Regions from separate parts of the Rattus norvegicus genome. Here all the other regions are linked to region 2. A link is a contact called in public Hi-C data. All regions are on one chromosome and are shown on one strand. Each heading gives the region's core, a stretch centred on a gene start, on an enhancer-like site or on the middle of the called end of the contact. The rest is flanking DNA. Distances are from core to core; before and after follow the strand shown. Region 1 has its middle 110 kb from the start of Ndufb3l3. Region 2 holds the start of Zeb1 (zinc finger E-box binding homeobox 1). Region 3 holds the start of Zfp438 (zinc finger protein 438). Region 4 overlaps LOC108348573 (a long non-coding RNA gene).

What was found. A called contact is a pair of places that touch in the nucleus more often than the background predicts.
Region 1: a Hi-C map of Schwann cells shows a contact between it and region 2, with 9 times the contacts expected there. The contact joins the enhancer-like site here to the promoter of Zeb1 in region 2. A contact is called at or near these places in 1 of 12 Hi-C or Micro-C datasets (Schwann cells) and 1 of 1 datasets of contacts at active chromatin or transcription factors (oligodendrocytes).
Region 3: a contact with region 2 is called in a Hi-C map of liver, with 2.0 times the contacts expected there. The contact joins the promoter of Zfp438 here to the promoter of Zeb1 in region 2. A contact is called at or near these places in 2 of 12 Hi-C or Micro-C datasets (frontal cortex and liver) and 1 of 1 datasets of contacts at active chromatin or transcription factors (oligodendrocytes).
Region 4: a Hi-C map of liver shows a contact between it and region 2, with 4 times the contacts expected there. The contact joins the enhancer-like site here to the promoter of Zeb1 in region 2. A contact is called at or near these places in 2 of 12 Hi-C or Micro-C datasets (liver and psoas muscle) and 1 of 1 datasets of contacts at active chromatin or transcription factors (oligodendrocytes).

What each region holds. Positions count from the first base shown.
Region 1 is chr17:57,313,836-57,316,942 of GRCr8, forward strand. No RefSeq gene overlaps it. Among named protein-coding and RNA genes, the nearest start is that of Ndufb3l3, 110 kb to the left of the region's middle. Within about 2 kb of position 1,581, at least 44 of the 93 cell types and tissues checked have an H3K27ac peak or open chromatin away from gene starts, as enhancers often do. A contact at or near this core is called in Schwann cells, where this site is marked.
Region 2 is chr17:56,808,915-56,811,945 of GRCr8, forward strand. It overlaps Zeb1 (zinc finger E-box binding homeobox 1), which reads right to left and starts at 1,739. Exons shown (of 8, transcript NM_001308265.2): 1 at 1,659-1,739. The coding sequence starts at 1,716. LOC120097728 (translation initiation factor IF-2-like) reads left to right here and starts at 852. Exons shown (of 3, transcript XR_010059212.1): 1 at 852-1,475.
Region 3 is chr17:57,120,110-57,123,279 of GRCr8, forward strand. It overlaps Zfp438 (zinc finger protein 438), which reads left to right and starts at 1,528. Exons shown (of 5, transcript NM_001107358.1): 1 at 1,528-1,622. LOC108348574 (a long non-coding RNA gene) reads right to left here and starts at 1,488. Exons shown (of 3, transcript XR_001841939.3): 1 at 1,375-1,488.
Region 4 is chr17:57,294,374-57,297,308 of GRCr8, forward strand. It overlaps LOC108348573 (a long non-coding RNA gene), which reads left to right. Exons shown (of 4, transcript XR_010059216.1): 4 at 1-2,935. Among named protein-coding and RNA genes, the nearest start is that of Ndufb3l3, 95 kb to the left of the region's middle. Within about 2 kb of position 1,593, at least 49 of the 93 cell types and tissues checked have an H3K27ac peak or open chromatin away from gene starts, as enhancers often do. A contact at or near this core is called in liver, where this site is marked.

The DNA.
Region 1 (3,107 bases), core at 331-2,830, 500 kb after region 2:
AGGAGAGAGGAGAGAGGAGAGAGGGAAGAGAAAGAGGAGAGAGGAGATAGGAGAGAGGAGAGAAGAGAGAGGAGAGGGGGAGGGGAAAGGGGAGAGGGGAGGGGGAAGGGGAGGGGGAGGAAAGGAGAGGAGAGAGGAGAGAGGAGGGGGAGGAGAGAGGAGAGAGGAGAGGGGGAGGGGAGAGAGGAGAGAGGAGAGAGGAGAGAGGGAGGAGAAAGAGGAGAGAGGAGAGGGGAGGGGAGGGGGAGGAGAGGAGAGAGGAGAGAGGGAGGAGAAAGAGGAGAGAGGAGAGGGGAGGGGAGGGGGAGGAGAGGAGAGAGGAGAGAGGAGGGGGAGGAGAGAGGAGAGAGGGAGGAGAAAGAGGAGAGAGGAGAGAGAAGAGAGGAGAGAGGAGAGGGGAGGGGGAGGAGAGGAGAGGAGAGAGGAGAGGGGAGGGGGGAGGGGGAGGGGGAGGAAAGGAGAGGAGAGGAGAGGAGAGAGGAGAGAGGAGGGGGAGGAGAAAGGAGAGAGGAGAGAGGAGAGAGGAGAGAGGAGAGAGGAGAGAGGAGAGAAGAGAGAGGAGAGAGGAGAGAGGGAGGAGAAAGAGGAGAGAGGGAGGAGAGGGGGAGGGGAAGGAGAGGGGGAGGGGAAGGAGATGGGGAGGGGGAGGAGAGGAGAGGGGAGGGGGAGGGGAGAGGGGAGAGGGGAAAGAGGCAGGGGAGAAAGTGGAGTGGAGAAAGACCGGAAGAGGGAAAGGGGAGGGGAGGGGAAAGGGGAAAGGAGGGGGAGGGGAGAGGAGGGGGAGAGAGGGAGGGGGGGTTGCGGCAGGTGCTCACTTAGCCCTGGCCTTCACTTGACTGTAAGCACAGTAACAGCCTGGGTTTTGGAGAGGCCTGGGAGAGCAAGAGGCAGGCAGGGAGAAGGCAATCCAGCTGGGTTTATAAATGCCACGGAGAATGGAGAGTTCTAGGCCCCAGGCAGCTTCAGGCCCTGGAGTAGTTGAAGGGTAGACTCCATCTCTATGGAGCTGGGACAACAGAAGAGGTACAGAGGCCAGAGGCCAGCCACCCCAATGCCAACATGCCTCAGATTAGATACCAGGTCTGTGTTCTCTGTACCAGGCTCAGGAGTAGGCTGCAGGAAGCCTCAGACCTGAGCCCTCGGGCTGTTCCAAGAGCTTCACTCATCCTTAGCGGAAGAAGAGAAGGGGAGAGTACTGAATTTCTGATTCTTCCCTGGTTCTGCCCAGCCCAGCTTTCCTTCGTGGGCCATAGACCATTTTATGACTGGTAAATAAGGGATGTTGTTATACAACGTTTTAGTCAGAAAGATGCATCCAACTGTAAGCCTCACCTTATGCTGTGGTGGGCGGGAGGTAGGACGTGGAGACACAGAAGCGGTTTTGTGCTCAACAACGGCTGTAGGGCTGACAAAGCCATAGCTAGCTTGGTTGTGAGTGTAGGCGGTTAGGGCCTAGTGGGGAATGGGCGTGGCTTGGAAGATGGCCAAGGGTTGCCTTGCGTTGTTCCTCACTGCTACCCAGACGCCCTGGCTGGAGAGGGAGAGGCTCTGCCTGTGTTCCCCATATCTACCAAGGAAGGTACAACCCCAGGACATGTTGCTTTGTCCCTGGGAGTCACCTGACTTGCCCTGCAGAAAGCAGCCCTAACTGGAGGACTAAATTCTGCCTGCACGGGTACAGGGTATCGCACGGAGCTGGACTGAGGAGGGCTGCTTTTCTGAGTGGTGTAGGGATGGGCAGGTGCCCTCCCGCATGCCAACCGTCAGAGCATATTTGAGTCCAACATTCCGGGAGCTTTGTCACTAGATCTCAGGGCAGGACACCCACAGGCTGCCTGCTGGGGCCAGATAACTCAGGATCTCTGACACAGTCAGGTTTAATTGTCTCTAGCTGTTACAAACCCCAGGCTAACAGCCTCTGAAGACTCTGCACTCCCCAACGCCTACCCCACAACCTCCCCGCTAAGAATCTCAGCCTTGCCCTCCCCATTTCTTTTCAGTGCGACAAATGCCTCGTGCTCCTAAAAGCTGGCACAGGAACTTCCTGAAGAGGTCAGACTAAGGCTGCTTCACCCTACTTATTCAATATGCGAGTTCATCCTGAACGGCCAAGGGGCAGCCTGCTAGAAAAAAGGAAGCTTCCCGAGGCTCTCAGCCTTGGCAGGCTTTGGCGCGTCTTGGACGCACTTGCTTCCTCCGGTTGCTCTCGGTGGGCCTTGCCTTCGCGTTCCATCAGCTGTTAGCAGGTGGCTCTTGGGTTTGGGTAAGCCGGGCTGATCAACTTGGTCCTGTGTGCTGAAGTCTGGCCCTCTGAAACCAGTTTCTTTCTCCAGCTGGTGGGCTGGCTCCCTGGCTGAGCCTGAAGCCCCCTCTGCTGGTGGCGTAACTCCACTACATCCTAAAGAGGCCCCAATGGGGTAGCCACTCAGCACCTGCACTAGAGATGGTAATGCAATTCCCAGTTACTTTTTCTCAGTGCTCTAAGATGACGGGAATGGAAATTCAAAAACAGATAACTTACTAACGCCTTTCCCACACTGACTTCTTTTTCTTTTTGAGGCAGATTGTTTTTAGGTAGCCCATGCTGACCTGCCTCTTTAGCTCCAGGACTATAGGCCTGGCCTGCCTACGTGGAATTTGAAGCATTTTAGACTTAGAAGTCTGGGTTTTGGGGATGAGGGGGTGGGGATGTGGGAGGGGGGTGTTACACAGTTCAGAAACCCATTAGCAGGACACAACTGCCTCTCTGTGCTCAGCTCAGCTCAGCACAGCTCAGCTCCCTCTGCCGAGTTTCTGGGATAGCGTCTTTCTTTTTTATCTTTCTGAGATCCAGCAGGAGTCTAGAGTTTAGAGCAGTGGCTCAGTGCTTCTTGGGGAAAACAGAAACAACTTAGCAAAGCTATTTGCCGTCACTGAATACAAAGTCTGTCCACTGAACTGTTGGAGCGCAGAAAGTGGTAGATGTCGTAGCCCCTGGGGAGAGACAGCAATTTCTAAATCTGTGCAACTTTGTTCCTTATAAGAGGCTTCCTGCTCCTGTGGGACTTGCTCACAGCCCACCAGAGCATCCAAGCTGGAGTTGGGGGCTCACCCTCCTACACACAGGT
Region 2 (3,031 bases), core at 489-2,988:
GAACAGACTAAAATCTTCATATCTGCTTCTAGACAGGAAATCCCACACAAAATCTAAAATTGCCAGGAAAGGTTACAAAACCTGGCGTTTGGCATCCCGGAGGGGAGGGAGCAACGCAGGCCGGGCAGGGGTGGGGCGTGGGGGGCGCGCCACGGTTGCCACTTAAACAGGATTTCCTAATTCTCTGGACGACACATTGATGCCATCAGGGGCATATTTATTACCCCCAATCTTAAAAACTCGTTCAACACCCCGCGGGAGCCCCACGCAGCCACTGGGTACGAAAGGCATGAGGAATTCCTTATATAGCCGCGGCCGCGGCAGCACAGGGCTGTGGCCGCCCATCACCACACACAGGTACCCGGGCGGGGGCATCCCCCGGCCGCCGCCGCAGGGACTGTCCAGACAATGACCAGGAGCAGAGGCTGTCCGCGCTGCAAGCTGAGAGCACACACTCGCCTAAGAGGGGCATCACCCAGCAACTCCCCGCGTCTCCCCACGCTGGGAGAGCCCATGGGGCACCCACCGACAAAAGTCGAGGTGTCTTATTCTCTCCTAGTGCCTGTAGCTTTTTCTCTTAAGAAACAAAACAAAACAAAAAACCCCAACAACAACAACAAGAACAACAACAAGAACAACAACAAAAAACTCTGCAGCCAGGCCAAGGAGGAGTGTGTTTCCCTGGCACATCCGCGGAAATCAATACCCCGCGCAGCTGCACCGCTAGCCGCAGCCCCGTGCGCCCGTCGGGCCGCCAGCCCCCTCCCCCACCCGCCCCACTCGCGACCCCGTGCGCCAGCCCAGCTCCATTATCTGTCCTCTGCTCGCGCGTCGGGCCCAGGTAACAACTTCCCCAAACCGAAAGAGCCAAAGCGAGGCGCATGCACACAGCCCCGTGCCCGCCGGGACTCGGGCTGTCCGGGTGTCCCGACCTGTCTGTGCTGTTTCCCGGCCCGCAGGCGGCGAGTCCACGCACACACACGCCCTGTGGCAGCAGCCAGGAGCCGCCAGAGCGTGCCCGGCCCCCGACGGGCACCGCAGGCGCCGGGTTCCAACCCCCTGAGCGCCCGGCTCACGGCGGCCCCGCGCGTCCCCATCCCCGCCCGCCCGCGAGCGCGCGGGGCGCAACTTTCCCGCGGGCGCCCGACCCGGCGCGCAGCGCCCGCTCCCGCGCACACGCGCGCACGGTCGACACGCAGCCGACACGCAACTGGCCCGCGACCGCCCGTCCTCTCCCGCCCGCGCCCGCCCCGCAGTCCGCGCCCGCCCGCCGCAAGTTTGTTCCCCGCCGCCGCGGCCTGCGCGGAGGGAGGATCGCGCGCGGGGAGGCGCCGAGGGGCAGCAAGAGTGGAGAAAGTGCGGAAAGAAGCAACAGCCGCTCCACCCGCGGGCGGAAAAGTGGCCGGGCGCGGCGGCGGGATGCGGCGCGGCTAACGGTCCCCGGCGGCCGCCCGAGCCGCTAGGCGCAGAGGCAGGTAAGACATAACGGTCCAGGACGGCGGCCGCGGCGGCGGCGGCGGCGGCGGCAGCGGGGCGCACTACTTTACTTTCCCACTCCACTCGGCCCGGCCCCGCCGCCGCCCCCGGCCCGCTCGGCCCCGCGCCCCTCGCCCGGCAGCCCGCTGCCCGCCGCCACGCCGGGCCCCTCCGCCACTCACCGTTATTGCGCCGCGGGTTCGCCTGCTTTCTGCGCTTACACCTGGGGCCATCCGCCATGATCCTCTCGCTTGTGTCTAAATGCTCGAGTCACCTCCTCCCCCTCCTCCCTCCCTCCCTCCCTCCCCTTCCCCCCCCCACCCGCCGCCTCCACCCCTCCCCCTCCCCACCGCACCTGGTTTACGACACTCGGGGCTTTACGACATCACCTTCCTAACACCTAGCGGCGCTCGCTCTACGGCCGGAACCTTGTTGCTAGGGCCGGGGTGGTTTGCGGCAGCCTTAGACGCTGCGGAGTTTGAATCGTGGAGGCGAGGGAAAAGTTTTGCTCAGGTGTGGTGGGGTAGCGGAGAACGGTTCAGGGACTCTAGGGACAGGAACGGGAGGCTGCAGCATGGCTTCCTAGGCCAGGTGGAGCTGTAGGCATGGGCCACACCCGCTCAGCCCTCGCGCGGTGGAGTGCGCACTCTGCGGACCCGCGCGCTTCTGCTGTGGGTGCGGAGACCCGCGCGTGCGCCCCGGGGACGTGGACAACCAGGACTTGTCGCGCGCGAGCTACCTGACCCGTTGTGCCTCCTCCCTCCCCTCCCACGGACGCGCGGGTTTCCCCAGCCTACCCGGACGGGAAGTGACAGCAGTTGGGTTGAACTTCAGCAGGACAGACCGAGGCCAGAAATTCCGCTCGCAGGAAAGCAGCATGAGTAATCCTCCACACGGTGCCAGGCTCACTTCCTCATCCGCGCCTAGCTCACCTGCTGTCACCTTGCCTCCCCGCCCTGCAGACCCCAGGGTCGTGGTGCTCAAGAGTTGTAGTGACTTGCCTTTGGGACAAAAACAGCCCTAGGGGAGTATGCTCAGAAACCTGTAATCCGAAGCATCTGGAACCTGAGGCAAGAGGTTGGCAGCCTCAGGGGGCCAGCCTGTGCTATGAGTGGAACCCTGTCTTAAAATAACTAGTTTTCCACAAATCTGAGCAGTTCTCGAAGTGTGAAGGCCTCAAGGCTAAAAGCAAGGTTGTCTAGTGTGGGTTGAGGCTGGTTTTTATCTTAAGTCCTTCGACTTTGTACAAGACCCAAAACACCTTGATACCTGTTTTCAGAAATTGGGACTTAAATTGACCTTTCTCCCTCTGCTTCCCACCCCTTTTCAAAGGAGGAATTGTGTGGGACCACTCTTATGAGATAAATTAGCTAGGCTGTTATTTCAGATGTGTAGTTACTGATTTAAGTGTATTTATAAATAGAGATAACAACCCAGAAACATGCCTTAGAATGTAAGAAATACTACATTAAATCAGCACAGATCGGATAAATGACACCCACTTATTAGGTTTCTGCCTTCGGGTTCTCGCACACACTAGCAGTCTTTACATGTG
Region 3 (3,170 bases), core at 278-2,777, 310 kb after region 2:
TTGCCTGTGGGAGAATCTCAGGTAATAATTAGAAGATTACTTTAGAAAATTCATGTTTTGAGAAATGATATTGAAGACTTATAAACATGTGAATAATGAAAACACAGTATATTAAGATTGTTCTTGATGAAAAATAAATACAATGTAAAGATATGTGTAAGTTTTAAAATGATATTTTTTCTACATTGTTGCACAAAATAAAAGTCTTGTTAAAATTATGTACAGACTACAAATTTATCTGATGTCATTTGATAAGAATCAAAAGAGTACATGGTATTTAAGTGCACAGATTAAGTTCTTTCAAAATGAATTATGTATATTTTCCTGGAATACATTATTGTTGTACTTCACTTTTTTGAGGCAGGAGCTCTTTGGTCCAGACTGTCCTGGAACTCTCTTAGGCTGGCATGGAACTCAACTCTCCTCCTGTCTTAGTGAAGTGTATTTTCAACCAGCTCTCGTCTCTGGTTAAAAGCTACCATTTTCCTGCCATTACTCCCAAGGTAAAGTGTAAACAAATCATTGTTTAGATTTAGATACAGGAACTCTCAGGCGAAATCCCTGACCTGGCCTTTTGCCTATAAATTATATCCTGAATTATACTGAATTATGAATATACAAATTATACTCAGTATATCCTCTTCTAAGACTAGTTCCAACACAGTTTGAAATGCTTTTTTTTTTTAAATAAGGTTTTCAGTCTAAAGGAGTAATGTGGGGCTCCTAGGAAGCAGATTTCAAGTCTTCAGATTCTGTGGTCCACTCTGTCTTCACTTTCTTTGCAGTGGTCTTTTATCCAGAGCTGGACTTAAAACAGCTAACTTTCCTGGAAAGTTTCACAGGTCACTTGTTAAACTTAACAGGTGACTTGCAAAAGGTTTCCTGGGGCCAAAAAGGGAAAGGCAGTAGAAGAGTAGAAGATGCTCCCTTCAGCAATAGGCAGCAAGAACCTCACGGAGGGCGGGGCCGCTCTGCAGCAGGAGACCGCGAAATGTCGGAGCCGGAAGGGCGGGTCTCGGGGGCGTGGCCTAGCCGGGTGTCGGCCGGCCTGGCAAAGGCGGGGCTTTCAGTGGTTGGTCTGGAGGGGCGTGGTCCACTCTTAGTGGGCGTGTCTCTCCGGGCGCGGGCGGGCGGGAGTGGCTGGGTCGGGGCAGAAGTGAGACAGCGCAAAGGACCATGGGAAAGGTGCCCCTATGACCCCGGCGGAGAACAGTGTCTGTTACCAAACGTGTAGCAGTTTTAGTGAACAGGTGAGGGGACGGAAGGCAGTATCTGAGGAAAAACTACGTAAGAACCCTTTCGCCGGCCCTAAGCCCGGGCGAGAACTTGATTTGATCCCGTGGTCTCTCCCTTTCTGTCAATCGACCCCCCTACCTTCTCGCCTCTGGGGCTCTGTGAAGATGGTGAAGAGTGGCAGACTAAGTACGCCAGCCTGCGAAGCTCACAGGCACAAGGCAGTTGGCCGTGTGCGCTTGCGCGCCGGTCGAGGCAGGGCGGGATGGGGCGTCTCCCGCCGCGTGCTGGAGGCGGGGCCTAGGCTGGAGCGCCGCGCCCGCCGGCTGACCTCGTTGAAGCCGGCCCGTGACGTCACCCCGCCGTGACGCGTACGCAGTAGGAAAACTGTAAGTTTGGCGAGGATCCTGCGGCTGCCTGGCTTGCGGGGCTCGCGGGGCCTGCGGGCTGCTCGCTGTCGCGGTCCCGGTGTTGATCGCGGGCACCGGGAAGCCTCGGGACACACGGGAGCTGCCGAGCGTGACGCCGGGCTGGTGGCCGCCCCAAGTGGGAGCGCGCCCTCCCGGCAGCACCAGCTTATGGAGGCGAGGCTGTTCCAGAGCCTGGCCGGCTCTTTTCCCACCGGCCTGTGACAGCCAAGAGCGGGCGACTAAGGCCTGGGAACCGGGAACTGGCGAGGCCCTCCTTAAAATTCTTTGATAAAAGAGATGGGATTTCCAGAGTCCATTCTCATCTTCCAGTAGGACATGCTTGGTCAGTCTGGGATGGAGAACCCCTTCGAAGACTAGCTGCCCAGTGTTCACCTTTCCTTGGGATCCTGCAAATGCCCAGGTCTCTGATGACAAATTACATCCTGTGTTGCCTTGCCTCAAGCCTTCTTTATTTTCATTTCCAAAGGACCGAAATGTCTTGAAACCCTGTGAGCTAAACTAAGCTATGTTATCCTACACAACGGTTAAGACAACATTTATTATTCTGAGGAGTGTGGTAACTTGTATGTAAGGATCTTTCTCATGGCTTTACCTCCCACACACACCTACCCCAACCCATTGGATCATGACTTTTGAACCTGAAGATATCTCAGCTACAGTAATAGTTGATCAGGAATCAATAAATAACTGGTATCACTATCACAGAGATCTTGGCAATACTTGTTCCCCTGGTCTGGCTATTACAGAAAAGTGTTTTTAGCAACCCAGAACTAATATACTCAACACAAATGCGTAGATTCAGCTTGTCTGCCTGTATGGTTTAAAAATCTTGCCTTCAGATGAATGAGTTAGTTATAACATTGTAACACTTCTCCAACTCTGGTACAGTACTTCTCAGGAACGTTGAAGGGAATATACACACCCTAGGATGGACTTATATAGTAGATTAATTAAGAGGCCACATTTTTGTGACTTCAGTGGAGAGTGTTAATATTCTTACAGAGGACCGACCCCTTGAATAAAAGCAGGACTTCTAAGTTTTGTTCTCCTGTTAGTAGTTTTCCAAAGACAAGTTGCCTAAGTCTTAGAACTGTTTTTAAAAGTCTGTCTCTAACCTGGGAGATGATAGTATAGCTTTTGTTAACATTTACAAGGATCAGATGAGACTTTGAGGGAGAGCAGCTTTCTAAGTATGGCATTGTTGTTTGCATCAGACCCTATCCATGAATCAGACCTGGAAAGAACTCTGTCTCAGGACAGTGGAGAAGTAGACACAAACAATGGGCACACAAAGTTGTTTGTGTGTGGGGAGGGGATGTTGGCTTGTTCTAGGGTGGGATAGGAGCACATGAGGAGCATAAGTGGTGGCATTCAAGCTCCCTGGGAGGCCAAGGCAGGAGAAACACAGTTCAAGAACTGCTGTGATTTCAGATGGAGTCTAGGGCCCACCTGGGTAGAAATAGGACTGGGGAATATATAGCTAGTGGTAGAGCTCCTACCCTGGCT
Region 4 (2,935 bases), core at 343-2,842, 490 kb after region 2:
AGACAGGTGACTCCATTTTTTTTTTTTTTGCCCTCTTTCCCAGTCCATAACCGCCAACAGTCATCTGTGTGAACATTAAGCTTAGTCGGTGATGGGCTCTCTAGCAGGTCTGCTGACCATGGAGGACAAAGTCTTCTGCCTACAGCTCTCTCAGTCTCCAAATTTAAATATTGTAACTTGACCTGTTCTTTGAAACCAAATATTAGCAAGGGCGCCCAACATGCTCTTGCCTACTGAATCTCTCCTTCTGGCAGGTCAGTCATCTGTGCCGTGGACCAGCCACCTGAGGCTTTTCTGGGCTTCCTGAGGGTAGGCAGGCAACGGTCCCCTCCAATACACACATGTCTACAGCTGCTCCTGTCGTCACAGGAAGCCGAGTGAAGAATCCTATTCCTTCCTGCAGGTGGCCTTCGTTCACTGTTCCTGGCCTCTCATGACCCCGAGTTCCTCCCAGGAAGCCGCATGTTCCTTATTTATTATCTAACTGATGAACTATTTGGGTCTGCTACCTAAGGGCTACTTGGCACTTCCTCAGCTTGCAGCCAGGGGATGAGAGTTTGTGTGGAGTGCTGGCTCCCTTTGTGCCCTCTGCAATGAGGCGGAGTGTTTTGAAGGATGTGGTCTCACTGTCATAGCCTCAGCCAGGAACTCTCCTCGTCTGCCCACCCTTCTGGAAATATGAACTTTATTGTCCCTATGGAGTGAGATAAGGACATCATGGACCTAATCATGTTTTGTTCTTCCTATATAGTGCCTTGGTTTTGAGTAAAGCAGTTCCCAATGAATCATGGGTAGAGGAGCCTCAGTCCTCTTCGGGAACCATCTGGAGAATGGGAAGTTTTCTGGGGGAGGAAAAGATTGATGAAGAAAAGCAAATGCCTGGGAGCCTCTCCCTTGGAATGTACAGACATCAGTAAATGTCCCTAACCAGGATATCACTTAAGGGCCTGAGCTGGCAGCTGCCTGGGGCCTCACCCATTGTGGCCTCTCCTTGTACTTTCTGGGAGAGTAGTCAATCCTGAGTTCCTGAACCTAGGGTATTATATCCTGGGCACAACTGTGCATAAATCTACCTTTTGATATGTATTCACTCCTGTTGCATTCACAGCAGGGGAAAAGCCTCATTGGAAACAAGCCAGAATGAGATATATAATGATGTTGTTTAGAGGCAACAGTTTCTTTCCGTGTTGTTGACAGTAAAATAAATTAGCATAATAAACATAATTTGCTCAAAAAAAAACAGCTAAGGAAAAGCAGATGGTTAGTACATTCCTGTAGGACCTGTTGGTCCAAGTTTGCACGGATGTTTAGCGGTTTGGGCTGCTTGCAACAGATGCTCTCCCTGGTTCCAGGTTCCAGCACTAACTGGTGGGGCCCCTCTCAACAGGCAGTCTCCTCTGCGGGATCCGGTGCCTAGAAAGAGGTGCAGCCGGGTCCCCAGCACTTTGGTGTGCATGATAGGGCCAGCCCCAGGAGAGGAGCCCAAGCAGCAGGTTGGCCTCCCCGCAGCGCAGAGTCAGAGCCTGCAAACCTCCTTGGGCCATTAGCATTCAAGTCCCGTCGCCTGCCCTGAGTCATCCTTTGTGCACCGGGAACAAGGGAGCTTTCTTCCGGGGAGGATGGCGCCAAAATGTTCCAGCATCCAGAGGCTTCTGGGGCCAGTGTGCCTCGTTCATGGAAGAGAAAAGTTGTTGCTGCTGCTGCTGCTGTTGTTGTTGCTGCTGTTATTGTTGTTCCCCCCACCCCGGGAGGGTCGTGGTGCTTGGAGGGTTCCTTTTCCTCTTTGGATTGGAAGTGAAAGGACCTGAGGGTCACTGCCATTGCAAGTCCACTCATGCCCTGAATTTGCACCAGGCAGAGGCTCATTAGCAGTCTCCCATAATGCTGCATTCTTTCCTGAAAACAGAGAGGAAAGCCAAGCAGAACGGAGCCAGTAGGGAGCTGCACAGAAATGCTCACTGTACTCAGTTGGAGGGGCTGAGGGCTCAGGGCTGCGATCAAGGGAGAACTGGTCTCAGCTACTGGGCACTCTGCTACTGCCTGGACACTTCTGTGTCAAAGTCTGGGTGATGGGTACTGGAGAGTCTGAAGATGTGCAAGAAGCTCTTTGGGGTGGAAAGAGGTTAGAGTAGAATAGAAAATACCCAGTGAAAGGACAGCCTGTCCTGGGGTAGCAGCAGCAGCCCACAGATTATTAACACTGGAGTTAGCCAGAGTCTGGGACCCCAGAGATAGGTGAGCTTTCCCCTGCTGGGTCATGGCGTGACAGCCTTATTACTGCAACAGCAGCATGCAAGGGAACTCAGTGGGTCAGAAGGTACATTTATTTCCATCTGCTCATCCCAAGGGTCTTTTGAGCAGAACTTGAACAAGCAGGATCTGTCCCAAGATGTGTTCCTCCCTGTATCTGCCTTCTTCCCACGCACGTTAGCGGTTTAGCTAAAGTTGGATGTCAGTTTTGGTCTCCATTATCATCCTCACACTAAATCCTTCTAAAATGCTTTATCAATGCTGAGCCCAGGGACCGCACCAAGTTCACATGCTGCTCTTCATGGCGTGGGTTCCAACCACCACCACCTTCTCCACAACTCTCCTCCCTACAGCTCAATGTTAGAATTGCTGTCCTTCAGCTTTCAAGCCTGCTCTTAGGAGCCAGGGTCTTAGGAAATGAGAGACTGGTGAGGGTAGGGTGCTGGGGTCAGTGAGGGAGAGCAGAGGCAGAAGGTGACAGGGAGAAAGCATGCAGACTGGAAGAAGCAGACGACCCTTCTAAAGGGAAGGCAGAGGCTAGATGGTAACGGAGAGCCTTGCTCAACAGTGTAGCCAAGGATGGCCAGGCTAGAGGGAGTCCCATGTTGGAGCCCCAGCTCTATCAACCCTGCACAGGCCAGTGGAGGCACAGTGTAGCCAAGAGTCACACATTATGAGGGGTTCT